2 separate regions of the Mus musculus genome follow, and region 2 is linked to region 1. Evidence: chromatin contacts called from public Hi-C data. All regions are on one chromosome and are shown on one strand. The core of a region is the stretch at or near the end of the contact, and the rest is flanking DNA. Distances in the headings are between cores, read along the strand shown. Region 1 overlaps Ksr2 (kinase suppressor of ras 2). Region 2 has its middle 27 kb from the start of Nos1.

What was found. Hi-C and Micro-C count contacts between places; a contact is called where the count stands out from the background.
Region 2: a Hi-C map of the N1E-115 cell line shows a contact between it and region 1, with 7 times the contacts expected there. The contact joins two enhancer-like sites. A contact is called at or near these places in 2 of 39 promoter capture datasets (the C10 cell line and hippocampal neurons), 2 of 15 datasets of contacts at CTCF or cohesin (embryonic stem cells and stem cell-derived epiblast-like cells), 134 of 484 Hi-C or Micro-C datasets (B cells, the BV-2 cell line, the Ba/F3 cell line and 67 more), 20 of 115 datasets of contacts at active chromatin or transcription factors (SST interneurons, astrocytes, a beta-TC-6 cell line and 13 more) and 3 of 9 other capture datasets (adipose tissue, embryonic stem cells and embryonic tail).

Annotation. Positions count from the first base shown.
Region 1 is chr5:117,604,600-117,607,930 of GRCm38.p6, forward strand. The region is part of intron 4 of Ksr2 (kinase suppressor of ras 2); the gene reads left to right. Among named protein-coding and RNA genes, the nearest start is that of Gm42013, 120 kb to the left of the region's middle. Within about 2 kb of position 1,337, at least 6 of the 459 cell types and tissues checked have an H3K27ac peak or open chromatin away from gene starts, as enhancers often do. A contact at or near this core is called in the N1E-115 cell line, where this site is marked.
Region 2 is chr5:117,838,491-117,842,137 of GRCm38.p6, forward strand. No RefSeq gene overlaps it. Among named protein-coding and RNA genes, the nearest start is that of Nos1, 27 kb to the right of the region's middle. Within about 2 kb of position 1,826, at least 19 of the 459 cell types and tissues checked have an H3K27ac peak or open chromatin away from gene starts, as enhancers often do. A contact at or near this core is called in the N1E-115 cell line, where this site is marked.

The DNA of each region.
Region 1 (3,331 bases), core at 87-2,586:
GAGTCCAACCAACATCTCTGCGTGAATTGAGTACCCCCAGCCGCTGGTGTCTGGGAAAGGCTGCTTACTGCCTTGTGGGTTCTGATGGAATCCACAGAACTGCCGGATAAAATGCCACTGGTTAGACCTGGTGGGCACACCCAGCCTCTTCTGGATTCGTTTGTGTGTGTGCAGGTGCACATAAGGGTGACAGCCTTGGGTGTCATTTCTAAGCATGTGTATTGGTCGGAGACGGTGTCTCTCACTGGTCAGTGCCTGGCAGCTCAGCTAGATTGGCTGGCCAGGAAATCCCAGAGGTGCTCTTCTCTCTGCCTCTTCCACACTGGGATTACATGGGAACTCGGGATTCACACTCAGGTCCTCGTGCTTGCATGGTGAACACTTCTCCGACTGAGCCATTTGCCCAGTTCTAACTTCATTTTCTTCTTGAGGAGAAAAGGGAGGTGCCATGGGGGAATGGTCTACAGGGAGTAAAATAGCCATCTAACTCAAATAAGCAGTTCCAGTTGGCTTGGGTGGGGAATGGTCTTTGCTGGTTCTCACCTCAGCAAGGTAGTGTCAGTGTTGTGCTTGCTTAGAGCGTGGACCCAGGGCACTGTCTGAGCATCGTGAGTCCTCTCTTGCCAGGAGTTCCAAACAAATCTAACTCTATAGCATGGCTGTGATATATATTGGAACAAAGAGCTTTGGAGCTAGGCAGAACCGTGTTCAAATCCCACCCCCAGCACTTCTGTACTGTGTGACCTCCATCAAGTAGCATAGCCTCTCTGACATCTTGTTTGCTCACCTAGAGACGAGTCCCCATCTTGAAAATGAAGAGGATTTGATGTTTTCATATACATAATTCTCTGCACAAAAGCAGGGGCTGGAAGCCATGCTATTTGCTTTTCCCAGTCCTCCCTCCCGCCCCCATCATCTTCCTTCCAGTTTCTGGTATTAGTAAGTTGATGCTCTGCTCCATTCTCTGACCCCCAAGTGAAGCCAAGGAGGAGTGTGAAGAAGCCTGGTCCTTTCTCTAGGGAGAGCATCATTTGTTGGGCTGACGGAAGCCTGGCCTTGTCTCACCAGCCCCAGGGAGACGGTGAGCAGAGACCTCTGAACCAATCTATCTTAGAAATGGTCTTTTTTTTTTTTCTTCAGACAGAGGGAGGAAAGGGGGAACATAGCAGAAAGCATCTAGCCAGATGCCTAGCGAAATCTGCCCCAAATCAGCCATCCTTTCTAATAACGAAGGTTGTCATGAGTCTCAGCTCAATCGGAAATGACAGGCTGTGTAAATATTTGCTCTGTAACTGATTTATAGGGTAGGGAACAACAAAAAATAAGATTAGTCACTAATCATGGGGCTGCAGGAAGAGCAGGAAGCCTGGATGCCAGGCCCCAGTGCCTGCAAGGCCCAGGCCCTAACCCAGGTCTGCACGTACTCAGAGAGATGGGGATGGAGGTGTGGGTGGGTGCTGTGTAGGGCATCCACGTTAGGGTACGGACTTGTGGATCTTTCTATAGGGTAAGGTCCAGGCAGCACTGTTTGTATCCGAGATCAGCCTCTAGCTAGACGCCCAGAGAAGACTGTAAGCTGGAATGTTTTTTGTATTTGACAGCTGACTAATTTCCTTTTGGGATGGGTGCTTTTGAGAAATAGGAGCAAGTGTGTGTGTGTGTGTGTGTGTGTGTGTGTGGTCATCTCTTACACCGCTGTAAGGCTGACAGACTGAGGTAGAACCAACATCCAGGTCAACACACCCAGCTCTTACTGAGTTGCTTTCTGAGTGCATGAACTGTTGGGAGGGCAAATAATGGGCATTATCATTCCTTCTGCAAGTGAATTGTGTCTGTAGCTCACTGCTCAGCCTCTGGCATTCCTTGGTGTGGCAGTTCCCACTCCCTTGTTCTGAACTTCCTGCAGGTTCAGCTCCACACACTGCCACTCAGAGCCAACACCTCCTGTCAAAGCTCTACCCTCAGGGTGGATACTGGCTTTCACCTCCCTGTAGCATCTAAGTATGTGCACATGTGCATGCACACACACACACACACACACACACACACATGCACAGCCTCCATGAACATGACACACAGAAAACACACCCTCTCCAGTCTCTTCTCATATCTAGGCATTAGCTCGGAGGTTCATAAAGAACTGCTCAGACATGACCTTCCAGCAGGATGGAGACCTCCATGTCCATGAGCTGATTAGAAAGGCAGCTGTGTGCATCCAAACCAGGGTCCAAGCTGTAGAAAGCCACAGCTACTAGTGATGGGGCTTAGCTGTTCCAGGAGGAAGAGAGGAAGACCCTGGATGGACTCTTGGTATCAGGGAGAGGCACTGCCTAGCAACCCATACCCAGGAAGTGAAATTCGGGTGTGGCTTTGAGTGGCCCCTTGGGTGAGGACCCAGTGAACCCCAGTGTGGGACCAGGGTGTGTCCTCGATAACCCAGGGATATGAGGCTTCTTGCTGGTGGCCTGCCACAAATGCAGTTGAGTATGACCCAGTTATTCCTAAAGCTTCTAGGGAGACAGTTTCCAGTCCTTGCAGAAGCTATCTGGGAACTTCCACTCAGCCCCACCCTCTTCCATCTTTCTTCTGCAATTCCCTTCAATCAAAAGCCCCAACTAACAGGGAAGAAACAGCAATTTAATTTACCCCTCTCTCAAACCTGGGCTTTGGCCTATCACATAAGTTTCAAGCGTGTATCTTCACAATATATACATTATATATGTCATTTGCATATACATTTTCATTTCTAGGAACATTTTTTTGAGACTGGCTCTCACATAGCCTAGGCTGGCCTTCAACTCACTATGTTGCCAAAGATGACCTTGAACTCTTGATATCCTGCCTCCACCTCCAGAGTCTGGGGATCACAAACGTGCATCACCACATCTGGTTTGTGTGGTGCTGGGGACCAAACCCATAGCTTGGTATATGCTAGACAAATTGCTTTACCAACTGAGCCACATACCCTGGGATTCTCTAGGAATTTATAGAGAACTATGTTTCATAGTGTGTCAACCATATCTTCAACACAGATTACTGGTGAACTTGGAGTATCTAATTGGGAAACAGAGCTACATTCCAAATTTGATCTTGAACTTGGAACGTCTTGAAGAAAGAATATGAAGTCGTGGTGGACTGCGTCTGCCATCAAGGGCATTGCTTTCTTTCTTAGAATAAAATAGAGAGAAAGCGTTGCATACGCCACGTACAATATGCCTTATTATTTAAAAACAGTACTCCGGTTACTAAATTGAAACAGTGGAGACGAGTCTAAAAGTAACGAGGTGTCTGTCTCTGAAATCCGAACACCCTCACAGCCTGCCAACTGCTT
Region 2 (3,647 bases), core at 576-3,075, 230 kb after region 1:
GTGGACACAGGATATGCTGATACCTCCCTCCCCCACCCCATCACCTCATCTAGTCCCTCAAGTTACAGTGTAAGAGGAATAAGTAAGCCCCATTGTGTGAATGAGGGAACAGAGGCTACATGATGCAGAAGAAAGGTCTGAGAATTCACGGCGGAGGTGGAGCCCCTAGGTCTGTGCCTGCCTTGGGACCTTGGCCACCGAATTCTGAGCTGGAGGCGCCCTGGACACAGCTGCAAGCCAGCCAGAGGCACTCTGCTCTCCCCTCCCGGGCCCTTCAAGCGTTTTCAATGATGGGTAAATTCAGCAGATGCCTTTCGATCACAGCCTATTAAATTAGCCCCTCTCTACAGCCAAAAGAAGATAATTATGTTTTCATTAGCCCTGGGTAATGTATTAGCCCTCGGTGGCAGCCACATAGAGTAAGCAAACCGAGTTCCTTCCTCCTTTGGCTCCCCCGGGCCAACTCTGAGCAGAGGGGCCATAGCTGATATAGGGGGAGAGATAGTACCATTTTATCTACCCACTGTCCACGCAGGGATTTAGGACGAGGCCCCATGGTAGCTGTTTCTGTGGTGTCTCTGGAGCAGAGGTCTGGATGTACCCGAGTGAGCTCCATCCTCTCAGACTGAGAAAGGCTACATCCTCACCACCTATCCTGACGTGCACAAGGCTTCATGCGGTAGACCTAAACCACGACATCATGTAAACCGCCATTCCCAAAAAGCATTTTGGGGGACTGTTGCTATATCCTGCCCAGAGCCACCAAGTCAACGGCAAAAGCCTCTGGTCTTTTCTCTGTCCTTCTTGGGGAAACTAGTTCCTAACATTAGTGAAGATGCTCCCAACCCAGAGAGCCACCCCTTCCCTTCTGACACCCTCAGCATGGTGGCTTTGACTTCATTTGTCTCCCCTTCTCTACAAGACAGTAGACACTTTGGTGCACTGGGACTTGAGCCCTGTCTTTTGTTTACTATTAGAGTTGGAGATGGAACCTAGATGTTCCTGCCCATCAGAGATTGCTACCTCTGAGCCACGCCCCCCTCCCCTAGCCAGGATCTACTTCCTCTTATATCCCACTTCCTCGTCCTCTACTTAGGGAGGTAGAGGAGACTGTTTCCAGAGCCTCCTCTGATGTCCCCTCCATCAAGCAGGAGTGAGGAAGGGAGCCACTTCTTGTCGTGTTGGTGACAATCCAACGAGCTGTGTATCTGTAGAGGGCTTGGCTCCAAACCAGAAAAATGAGAGCGAGCGTGAAGCGAGGACTGTGCTCCTTTCTAACACAGTAGCTGTTCTACACCCTAATCTCCTTAACCTGTGAAAATGAGTGTGAGTGTGTCTGTGTCTGTCTGTCTATCTGTCTGGGGCACTATCTCTGTCTCTTGTATAAATACCTACATCTATTTCTGTCTCTATTCCTCTGTATCTCCCCTCCTCCCAAATACACACACACACACACACACACACACACACGCACACGCACACGCACACGCACACGCACACGCACACGACTCCTCATGGTAGCAGGCGCCTCTTCTGGGCTCAGGATCTGTCCTTCCAGCAGGGTCCCAGAACCTCTCGGTCCTGCTTCACAACACTTGTACCAGAACGCCTAGCAAGGAGGACAGAACTGGGAGCAAAGGGATTTCTGTCCCCTCCTCCCCCAAGAGGCCAACTCTGCTGCTACAGGCACAGCCCAGCTTTGGCCCTGACCCCACATGTCATAGCTCTGCCTTCCCTACTGACCACCCTTCGTCCTCACAGCCAGGATAGAAGACTGCTCGCTCTGTATACCTCTACCGCCCCAACTCCTACACAGCAGGCAGGCGCAGGAGCGAGCGAGCAAGCGAGGCTCTGGAGCAGGTGAACTGCCAGCCCAGTGGAGAAGCAGCCTCCCTTCCTGGCTTCCTGATTTTTTTCCCTAGTTGCCATGGTAATTGAAGGAGCAGTGTGGAGACCCAACACCATGGAAGCCCAATGCTTAACTTTGAAAGGGATCAGGCATAAGCTGGGCCCAGGCTGCAAGGACTCTCTCCAACCTCTTCTTATGGGACACTCGTGGACGTATAGCTGGTCCTTGTGGGAGTCACATGGATGGCTGTTTTTCTCACAATGGGTTACTGTATGCCAGACACTAAACTGAGAGCATCACCACCATCCTTTGACCAAACCAGCCTTGCCACAGCCCCAAGACCCACAGCAGGCTCAGGAAGCAGGCTTCAGACTTGGCACACCCAGTCAGGAAGTGGCAGAGCCCTGGAGGCCGATGGAATCTCTCAGGCCCTCCCTGGGCACGGCCTCTTCACACCCCCACCAGCTTTTTCTTATGTTCCCCTCCTCCCCCCACCCCCTCAGTCTTCTTCCTGAACCCCCCCTCAAGGTTACACCCCTTTTCCTCAGACTTGCCATGTAAGATATCTGAAGACTATTTATGAGAGACAGGGAGGGGCAGCCTGGCCCTTGACCCGTGCAGATCGTACTCTGGGTGTGCGGTGCCTTCCACGGGAAGACAAAGATAGCAGCCAGGTGCCTGGGTGTGTGTGAGTCTGTTGTTTGGGTCTGAATCCTCCCCTTCCTTAAGTCCAACACCCCCACCCCCAACCCCGACACACACACACACACACACACACACACACACTTTTACCCCAAGAGTATGTGAGCAACAGCGACAGCTAAATGCAAAACCGCCTGTGCAATCTGTCCAGGAAGAAACAGCTTTGAAGACGGGTTTATATGGTTACCCATATGTTAGAGCCCCTAAGAAAGGAAGAAAAGGAGTTCTCTGAGTCTGCCCCTCCTCCAGCCTAGCTCCTGGCCTCTCCTGGCACTGGGGGTCTCCCAGCCATAGGGGAATAAAGACCCCCAGGGAGGGTTCACACCCCTCTCAGATGCCATGCATACACTCTGCTCCGGGGAGGGAAAAAAAAAAAAAAAAAGAACAGAATCAGGCATCCTTTCCAGAACGTCTGCCCACCCAAGAACCAGAACCGTATTCCAGGCTGGTTTCTGCTGGCTCCGTGAGGGGCTTCCTGCCCTGCCCTGAGGGGCTATGCTCTAGTTGTCCCATTAAGGAATCTTTCCACCAGGTAGGATAGAGACAACCACCTGCCTCAGCTAGATCTTCCTCTGCCCAAAAGAGCCTCTCTCCCCGCTGTGGTCACTACATCCAGTCCCCTTTAGGGTCCCCAATTTCTTCATTGTCTGTGTATGTGTTGATTTTTTTTTTTCTGATAGAAAAAAATGGAAATTAGGTTACATAAAAGATGTATGCTTCCAAGCCCAGAGCGGCCCTTTTAATGAGGGTTGCGACGTCTCCCTCCCCACGCCCATAAACCAGCCGGTTGGACGTCACCACTAATTCGTTTCAGCGGTGATAGGATAAAGCAGGGACATTAAGAAATAAATTCCCCCTCACGACCCTCACTGAGCTCGCTGCGCGGTCCCTGCGTATTGATGCAGCCGCAGGGCGCGAGCGGCTACTTAGCACAGCGGCTGCTACTAGGGGCAGCTGCGGCCGGGGTGAGCCAGGTTGCGCAAGGGGAAGCTGGCAGCTTCCAGTCCTGAACTTGGCTAGGCTAGAGCGGAGCGAGGCGGGAGCAAGAGGCTGGGAGGGGGGCGGGGAGCGCTCGCTCTGGAAGCTCCTACCCTGT